Regions from separate parts of the Rattus norvegicus genome. Here region 2 is linked to region 1. A link is a contact called in public Hi-C data. All regions are on one chromosome and are shown on one strand. The core of a region is the stretch at or near the end of the contact, and the rest is flanking DNA. Distances in the headings are between cores, read along the strand shown.

Evidence for each region. A called contact is a pair of places that touch in the nucleus more often than the background predicts.
Region 2: a Hi-C map of kidney shows a contact between it and region 1, with 4 times the contacts expected there. The contact joins the enhancer-like site here to the promoter of 1700020N01Rikl in region 1. A contact is called at or near these places in 10 of 12 Hi-C or Micro-C datasets (the A7r5 cell line, the Rat2 cell line, Schwann cells and 6 more) and 1 of 1 datasets of contacts at active chromatin or transcription factors (oligodendrocytes).

Annotation. Positions count from the first base shown.
Region 1 is chr1:25,212,278-25,217,281 of GRCr8, forward strand. It overlaps 1700020N01Rikl (RIKEN cDNA 1700020N01 gene like), which reads right to left and starts at 2,177. Exons shown (of 8, transcript XR_010062835.1): 1 at 2,061-2,177; 2 at 1,730-1,965.
Region 2 is chr1:25,330,048-25,334,585 of GRCr8, forward strand. No RefSeq gene overlaps it. Among named protein-coding and RNA genes, the nearest start is that of 1700020N01Rikl, 120 kb to the left of the region's middle. Within about 2 kb of position 2,259, at least 2 of the 93 cell types and tissues checked have an H3K27ac peak or open chromatin away from gene starts, as enhancers often do. A contact at or near this core is called in kidney, where this site is marked.

The DNA of each region.
Region 1 (5,004 bases), core at 927-3,426:
GAGGACTTCCAGCAAACTCAGACCCCTCAGTTCCTTCCCAGGAATCAGGAGGAAGTGTAGAGTCTACCTTTCCTGGGTATTTTGGAGGGGCTGAGGTAAACTGCAGAACTGAATGCAGGTAGAAGTCAGTTTCTGAAAAAACAAAACAAACAAAAACCCAAACAAACAAACAAAAACAAACAAACAAAAAAACAAAAGAGAGTTAAGTAGTGACAGATGACCCATACCCTGGGGACCAGAGTCCTCCTGAAAGCATTCTGCATGCACATGACTCAAGTAGGACACTTCTCCTCAGCAGACAACCAAGATACAGAGTTCAACTTCTAATCACCAGCTTCAACAGGAAAGTTATTACTACTAGTAACTACTTTGTGATTAATGAGATGTCAAACAAAGCAAGCATTTTCCAACTCTAAATCTCTCTCTCTTGCACTGTGAAATCTCTGGTATTAAATGGGCTTGAAAGATTCAACTCAAAGGTCATTAAGGTCACTAAAAGTCCTATACTTTCAAGGTATTTACTCCAGGTGAACTTTCACATGCTAAGCACACTGAATCTTCTCTAGAGTATTTGACATTTGTCAAGTACTTAAGGCATTACTGTTACGTGAAATCTGTTATTAGGGAAGTGACCACCGAAGTATTTTTCAGTCACCCAATTGAAAATTCACCCATTTGGCCTTTCTTGTGTTGAGTGAGGTAGGACGGACTGATGGAGGTTTTTATTCTGTCGTCAGTTTCCTAGTGTTATAAAAACGAGTTGATCCCCCAAATTCATCACTTAAACACATTCCGGTGGTGTGGCTTTTTCTCATATTCAACAATGGATGTTTTAGAGATTAAACTTTTACTAGAACTCTTGCATATTTGAGACCTTTTTCCACTGTGAAGTTACAGGAGTCTGGCAGGTAATGTATTTGCAACAGAAGGTTTTCCTATACCCATCACATTTAGAAGACCTTGATCCTGTGTGAAATTTCAGGTTTAGAAGCCTGGAGGTGTGCTAAATAATTTCATTTACACACACACACACACACACACACACACACACACACACAAACACTCTCTCACACACTAACACTTACCTACACACACACACTCTCACACACTAACACTTACCTACACACACACACACACACACTCTCTCACACACTAACACCTACACACACACACACAGACACACACACACAAACACTCTCTCTTACACACACACACAGGCTTTTCTTTGCTGTGAAACTGCTCATACTAAACAAATTCATTTTTGTGATTGAAAATTATTCTACATTTGTCCAGTGTAAAAGGTCTCTTGAACTTTTGGGTGGTTACATTATAGTGGACAAGCACGGAGCTGACTGAGCCCTTCTGGAACTTCTCTGATATGTGGGACTACAGCTCTCCACAAATGAAGGCTGGTCTTTTTCCCCTTCCAAATGTTGTCTTATGAGTCTACTGCCAACTTAACAAGCATCTCCTACCTATTAGACATTTTACATGGTCATTGCCCAGCAGGTTCTCCAGGCTAGATAACTGGTTAATTTTTTTTTTTTAAATTTTCTAACAATGTTACGGAGGTAAGCTCCAGGAGTGTGGAGGATCTGTTGAAGATGCTCAGCTCACACCCTTTATCCTCCACGCCCACCACAGGAGCAAGCTTAGATCTCCACCACCACGCCCTTGACCAAAGCTTTGGTTAATCAGGAATCCCTATTGGCATCTGTCACTGGGGTACCTGGGAAGGATTTGGAAATCGGAAGTCCCAGGGACAGCACAAGCGAGAAGTTCTCCAGCATCACGTTGTGGTACAGGAGCTTCTGGGCGTCATCAAGGAGACCCCACTCTTCTGCAGTGAAGCGCAGGCACACATCCTCCAGGCTCACATAGCTCTCGCCTTGGTTCACAGGTGCTTCTGCCATTGGGTCTGTGCATACGTGGAGGCCTAGCCGCTCAATGGGTTCTCGACCTCAGCTGGAAGAGATAAGCACAGATGACACACCGGGTATCCATGACACTACATCTCAGGAGGACACACTGAACACCACCGAGGGACACGGAGGACTCACCTGGGAGGCCACCTGTGTCGGGTCACACAGCCACACGCTGCAGAGGCCACCCACCTTAGCCCCCACTTCCAGAACCCTCACCAAAACCCTCGCTTTAACGGACATTCTGTGGTGACGTCACCGGAAATCCCACCCTACCCCTGCCATAGCGTGCTGCAAACCCCGGAGCAGCAGCGGTCCTTGCATGAGGCTTCAGGGAAGAACCACTGGAGACATTACAAAACCCATAGGTCTCAGCCTCAGTTCTAGGTGGGTCCATTCTAATTGTTGGTTATCTGAGACAGTTGATATGTATAATCATACTTAATCTGCAAGCAATGTGTCATACATTGCAAATATCAGAAACTATCCACTTTTTTAGAAAACGTATTGCAGTGTCTCGAACTTTTAGGATACTGTTCATTAATATGGAGAATACGAGAGTTTTCTGTTTTTTTATTTCTTCCTTTCATTGACCTTATAGGTTAATGTGGAATTTCCATACACACAGGGACATATTAAAACTCCGGCCTTATTCTACTTACTATAGGTATCTGTTATGCTTATGAAAATTACATTCGGGAAGATTTATCACTTCTAAGAAAGGACTCACTTGGTAGCCCAAACTCACCTCCGACTTACTGCAATTCTCCTGCGTCAGCCTCCTAAGTGCAGATTAATGGTGTGAGCTGTTCACACTGTAATACCCAGTTCATGGGACCCCCAGGGTCCCCAAATCCAATGCAAATATATGCGTCTTTATTTAAGCTCAAGCTTGGGCTACAAACCTTCCTGATGGAACAGGAAAGAGAGTGACCCCTCCAGGCCTAGGTGAAAGGGGTTTATAAAGGAAAAAAAAAACCGTAAGTGGGGGTTTTTAAGCCTTGACATTACATGAAAGGGTAAAGGAATGTTAGTCTCTTTTTCAGAGCCCAAGGGTGGGGGCCATATCACTTCAAGGACAGCAACGGTAGCTTTCTAGACAGTAGCTTTCTCCAAGGACAGTAACTTAAAATAGAGTTTGGAGGACAAACTGTTTTGTTGTTTTGGGTTTTTTGTTTGTTTTTGTTTTTTGCCTCTTTATTGACCATGTCTTTTAAAGGGCAAGTTAACTCAGAATGGAGTCTTAAGAAGAAAATGGAGTATATTCTGCTACCTCAGTCCCTTCAACACGAGGCTGGCTTTTAAAATGATAATTAGTTGCCCGATACTACTGAGCAGTTTGTTGACACCAATTTGGATAATCTTATTTTTCTCACTTAAGGCATTATTTTAGATAAATCTTTAGAATAATGGGTCTCATTGGCGGTTTCGTTCCTGTATATGTTGTGATATATTTTAAACATATCCTTCCATTACTATCTTTTGTCCCTGTAATAGTGTTCTATTGCTGTGAAGAGACACCGCGACCACAGAAACTCTTACAAAAGAAAGCATTTAATTAGAGCTTGCTTGCAGTTTCAGCGGTTTAGGCCATTGTTTTCATGGCTGGGAACGTGACAATACCCAGGCTAACACGGTGCTGGAATAGTAGCTGAGAGCTCTGCATCCTGATTTGCAGGGACAGCAGGGACAGTAGACCATTGGACTGGCTTGGGCTTTTGAAACCCCAAAAGCCCAGCCCTAGTAACACACTTCCTCCAACAAGGCCCCACCTATTTCAACAAGGCCACACCTCCTAATCCCTGCCAAGTACCAGCATTCCCTGATGATCAAGCATTCAACTATACAAGCCTGTGGGGACTATTCTCCGTATTCAAACCAACCACCAAGATCCCCTACAATTGTGGTTCCTTTCCTCTTCCCAAATAGTCTCCCTTCTACTGCCATTACCACCACCACCACCACCACTATTGTTATCATCATCATCATCATCATGCGCAGATTCTGCATGTGAGAGCAAATGTATCTTTCCCTTTTAGCTTATATGTATTTAGATGATAATATTCAGTTCTAATCTTTTCCTACAAGTGGAATAGTTTTTTTTTTTTTTTTTATTGGCTGAGTATTCAAACTGTACCATCAGTGAATTGAGAACCAAGGCTTGAGTGAAGTCATGTGATTCAGTATGGACAAGCACTTCCAGAGACACCTCAGTTTTTATTACCGTTTTTTTTTTCTTCTTTTGCCACCCTCACACGTGACTCCATAGCAAACCGCAGATGGAGCTGTGCTCTGTTCTGTTCCACTAGTTTCTTTGTGTGTTTTGCCAGAGCCATATTGTCTGTTCCCTTTTTCTTCCTACAGCTCTGCACTATAAAGTTGAATTGTGTGTTATAACACCACAGGTATTACTTGGGCTATTCACTATCCTATGTGCTTTTATTTGAATTTTAGTATTGTTCTATTTTGGTAAAGAATGCCATGGGTTTTAATGGGGATTGTGTGGGTTCAGAGATTGCTCTTTGTAATATAATCATTTGCACATGAACCTTTCTATCTTCTAGGGTTTTCTTCAATTCCTTTTTTCACTATTTTGAAATTGTGGTTGTAAAGGCCTTTCACAGCCTCATGTATTTCTAGGTATGTGTGTGTGTGTGTGTGTGTGTGTGTGTGTATGTGTGTGTGTGTGTGTGTGTGTGTGTGTGTGAGAGAGAGAGAGAGAGAGAGAGAGAGAGAGAGAGAGAGAGAGAACTGTGAATGGAATGTTTTTACTGATTTTCTCCATGACATGTTATGTAGGAAACAGGAAAGCTACTGATTTTTATATGTTGCTTTCATGTCCTGCTATTTCCTAGGAGTGTTTATTAGAACTAAGCATCTTTGGGTTGTGTGTTTAGGGTCTTTTAAGCATAAGGTGCATCACCTACAAATAGGGATGACATTAGCTTTTCTCTCCTTTCTGAATCCTTTTCGCTTGTCTCTCCTGCCTTATTCTTTTGGTTACATTTTCAAGCACTATAATGGGTGATAGTAGAGAGGCAGACACCTGTATTATTCCTAACTTCTGAGGAAATGTTTCTGG
Region 2 (4,538 bases), core at 1,009-3,508, 120 kb after region 1:
ACTTAGAGTTGCTTTCTCTGTATTATGAACTCTTGTAGTAGAGAGCTGTGATCTCTGTAATCACCTCTACAAAAAACAAAACAAAACATACACATTGATGAGAAGTGAGAGCTATACTTATCTGTGGGTATGAGGTTAGGTACTTAGCATACAGTTAGAGACTGTAAGGGCTCAGGGAAGTAGAAGTATGGTAGGTCGTAGGTTCTCCTCTAGGGTCTGTGATCTCACTAGACATGGAAACTTGGTTAGGTTTATACTAGCAGGCATGAATTCACTCCTACAAAGTGGGGCTGAAGTTCAGTTAGACAATTATAGATTGTCACCAAGATATAAATGCCATCCACTCCATCAGAGACATATTTCTACATCTATAGTTGTGCTTTGCAGTTTTATAGCTGGATAGAACTACTGATTGTTTTCTTCCTTGGCAGCTTGCATAGAACCTTCCAATATGGTGATAGCTAGTCCCTGTGTGGCAGGTTTTTAGGTCAATTCCAGCTCAATTCTTCCAAGTCGTTTGTCAATAGTATGAGGTGTCTTTAGCAATGGTACCTTACCTTTGATACCTATTAACAAACAGGAGCAATGGCAATAGCCTGTATTGTTCGTGGAATATCTTGGAATTTTTAAATCATTTCCTTCCTTTCCTGTTGTTTCTCCTTTCTTCCTTTGTCTTGTAACTTGTTTTTATAAATGTCTCTTTGTAATTACCTTGGAACGAAAAGGGAAAAGACACCGTGTACTGTGTGCGTTTAGAAAAAAGTTGACTGCACATCGAATATGCATTAGTATGGAAGTCCCATATCTATTGTGACAGATTACACATACGAATGGAATATCTTTTAAAACATGGTCATTCTTTTCACATGCGCACACAAATGTGCTCGAATCATATCCCTTATTATCCTTTTTATCCTCTTACCCTACCTGTGTGCATGTGTGCGTGTGTTTGTGAGTGCATGTATGCATTGTGTGTGCATGCATGTGCATATGGGCATGCATGTTTGCATGTATGTATGTGTGCCTGTGTGAGTGTATGCATGTATGCATTGTGCATGTGTGCATATGTGCATGCATGTGTGTGCTCATATGTGTTTGTGCCTACGTGTATGTGTGTGTGGTGGTGTATGTGTGAATGCCTATGTGCATGTGTGCATATGTGCTTGCATGTGAGGACAAATATGTGTGTGCATGTGTTTATGTGTGTGTGAGCACATGTGCATACATGCATGTGTTTATGTGTGTGCTCATGTGTGCATGTGTACCTATGTGCATGCCTCTGCCCCATTGCATTTAATGCCTACATGGTTATTACCAGTGGCTGCACTGTGGAGTAAAATGATTTCACCTTACCTAGAAACTATTAATTTTCTATGCTCCACAGGGAGGGGCTAGACTTCATCTATCTATGGTGGTGTGTGAATAGGCCCAACTTTGTGGTGGTCTTGAGTAGGTAGTCGCGGGTGCTATGAATTCGTTGGTGCAACAGCTATATCATATGCAGACATCTTATTTCATAACACACCTCCCCATCTTTCATCTCCTACACTCCTTCTGATCTCACTTCCATAATCTTCCTTGAGCCTTGGAGAAGGAAAGAAATGTCCTCCTCTGTTTAGAGCTGAGCACTGAGCAGCTATGGAGTGCTAATTCCAGAAATATGCATAACAACTATATATTTTTAAATGGAAGGTTTTATAGTATTTGAGTTTTTCTACCCAAGTTATTAATTGTGATCATTAGTGAAATAGTTCTAGTGTGGGTGTATGCAAGAATGTAGAATCCCACAAGGGGTAAGAAAATCTGAAGTGATTTGGAACCAAAAGCAGGTGCTAACATCTGCTCCCTACTTTCATATAAAGAAGCAGAAGTAAAAAATATTCTTAGACTTTCTGATTGGGTATCTCAAAGTACACCTGAATCAATTTGGAAAGAAGATAGATTTTGTAATTAAAATCTTGATAACTTAGTCTCCGAGAGCCAACTAAATGGAAATAAACGTTGTGCTTCCCTTATTCTTCACTTCTTTCTTTCTAAATGTCTTTCTAAATTTGAAAACTCTTGATATAGCAATGGCACTGCTGGAAGACTAATAGCATCGAGACTCTTGAAGATGGAGGAAGACCTACAGTCCTTAATGATGCTGACTCATTGAAAGCCAGACGCTCACTTAAAACATTTTGAAGGAATGTTGGAGAGATCTCTTGTGCAGCATACTCAAAGCTTAATGCTTAAACCCTCTCCGGTCCAGTGCCTTCGGGTCTGACCTGCCCTGAAGCATGTACTCAAGTCTCTACCCTTAATGGGTTGTTTGTCACACTGACTGTTTCTTAGCTTACCACTTCTTCAGAATTCAAGAGTTACTGCCAACCTTCTCACTTTCCACAAGATTAATCTAGCAGTATAGGCACCTGTTGTACTTTGCAAATGTTCAGTAATTATAATTGCACACTTAAAACTCCAAACCCAGGAGATATTAATCAAAACGGACTAAAGCAAAAGCAAAAATGTACAGTCATAATTAATCAATTTTAACTGTTCTCTATTCTGAAAATTAAAAGATTATGACTCAAACATATTAAAGTATTAGAATAAAAATAAATTATCATTTTATTAATTAAAGCTATTCTTTGACAATTCCATAGACATATATCATGCATTCCAATTACTCTCATGCTTTTTCCCTCACATTTCCCTCCTTCCTGCAAACTCCTTTCTTACATTTATGCCTTTTGTTTGGTTTTCTTTTATGACCCCCTGAGTTTAACCACACTATCTATGTGACCATGGATTGGAGTCATCCACTGGAACATGGTCCGCTCACTAGAAAGTATGCAACTGAAAACAATGACTCAGGCTGGAGAGATGGCTTAGTGGTTAAGAGCACTGGCTGCTCTTCCAGAGGTCCTGAGTTCAATTCCCAGCAACCACATGGTGGCTCACAACCATCTGTAAAGAGATCTGATGCCCTCTTCTGGTGTGTCTGAGAGACAACTACAGTGTACTCACATACAGAGTAAATAAATAAAACTTAAAAAGTACAGACAAACAACAACAACAACAACAAAACCAATGACTCCCTGTGTCCTGGGGCCTATCAGTAACCAGTATTTCAGCAGAAAGAGATAGGACTCCATGAGCCCCTCCGTATCCATGAGATACAGTTGACTGGGCCAGTCTTGTATAGGGCCATTTTATGTAAAACTAGCTATTATGAGCTCATGATTGTGAGTCCATGGTTTCAATGGCTGTGTCCTTCCTAGAAGCTGGCAACTCAAGCCCCTCCCTACCTCACAGCATTTACATTTCTTCTGCCTCCTCTTCTAAAGTATTAATTGGGGCTAAATATCTTATTTAGGGCTGAGCATTCAACAGTCCCTTATTCTTGGCGTCTTGAGGGAAAAGATAAAAATTATCTTTGATGAAGGTTGTTTCTAATTCCAGTGACTTTGCATAAGCTATCTAACAGTCTTGTAACAATCCTGCAAAGCAGGCATTATTTTCCTCAATCCACTGGTAATGAAACTGGGACCAGAGAAGTTCCTCCAATTAGTATCTACTACCTGCATATCTAAGCATTATACTTTACATAGAAAACAAGACTCAAATCCAGGAACATCCATCCATTCTCATCCTGGAACCCTGAAAATAATCATGAAATATCGGTCCTAAAAATAACTGAAGAGTGCCATTATGGAAACCAATGATCAATATTTTCTCTTTAGCAAAAGTAATGTAGTTAAATATACATTATTGACTATGCTTACTCAAAAGGAGAAATTGTCCAAGATCAGTAATTCTAAGCTTGGCATATCATCAAAATTTTCTGGAGAGCACTTAAAAAATATTCCATAGGCCTCATTCCAAGCACACTGAGTCAGAGTCTCTGTGAATGGTTATAGATTTCTATAGATACAACCTCTCAAGGCAGTTTCAAATCTCATCCAATTAGGGAACAAAAAAGCAATGTGATCATTTGGAAATACCATGAATTTTAGGTTTTCCAAATTCAGCAGCATGCTTTGCTTCATGTCAACCTAATCTATACCTGATGGACAGGATGTATTTTATTTTCCTTGGATATGGGCATGAACCATTTTAATGGGGAAGGAAATTCAAAGCTTCCTCGGTCATTCTCTGTGGTGGTTTGATATGCTTGGCCCATGATTAGTAGCACTATTAGGAGCTGTGGCCTTGTTGGAAGAAGAGTGTCCCTGCTCTTCTTATGCTCAGGCTCTGCCCAGTGTGGAAGAGACCTTCCTCGTGGCTGCCTTCAGATCAAGATGCTGAACTCTCAGTTCCTCCAGCAAGAAGCCTGCCAGACTCTATCATGCTTTCCACAATGATGATAAACCTATAAACCAGCCCCAATTAAATGCTGTCTTTTATAAGAGTTGCCTTGGTCATGGTGCCTCTTCACAGCAATGAAACCCAACTTAAGACATCATCTTAGGTAAAAAAAAAAAGTGTGTCAATGAAGACAAAATACAACAAGTTTGTATACACAGCGTGCAGGGGGTACATACTGTACCCCTCCC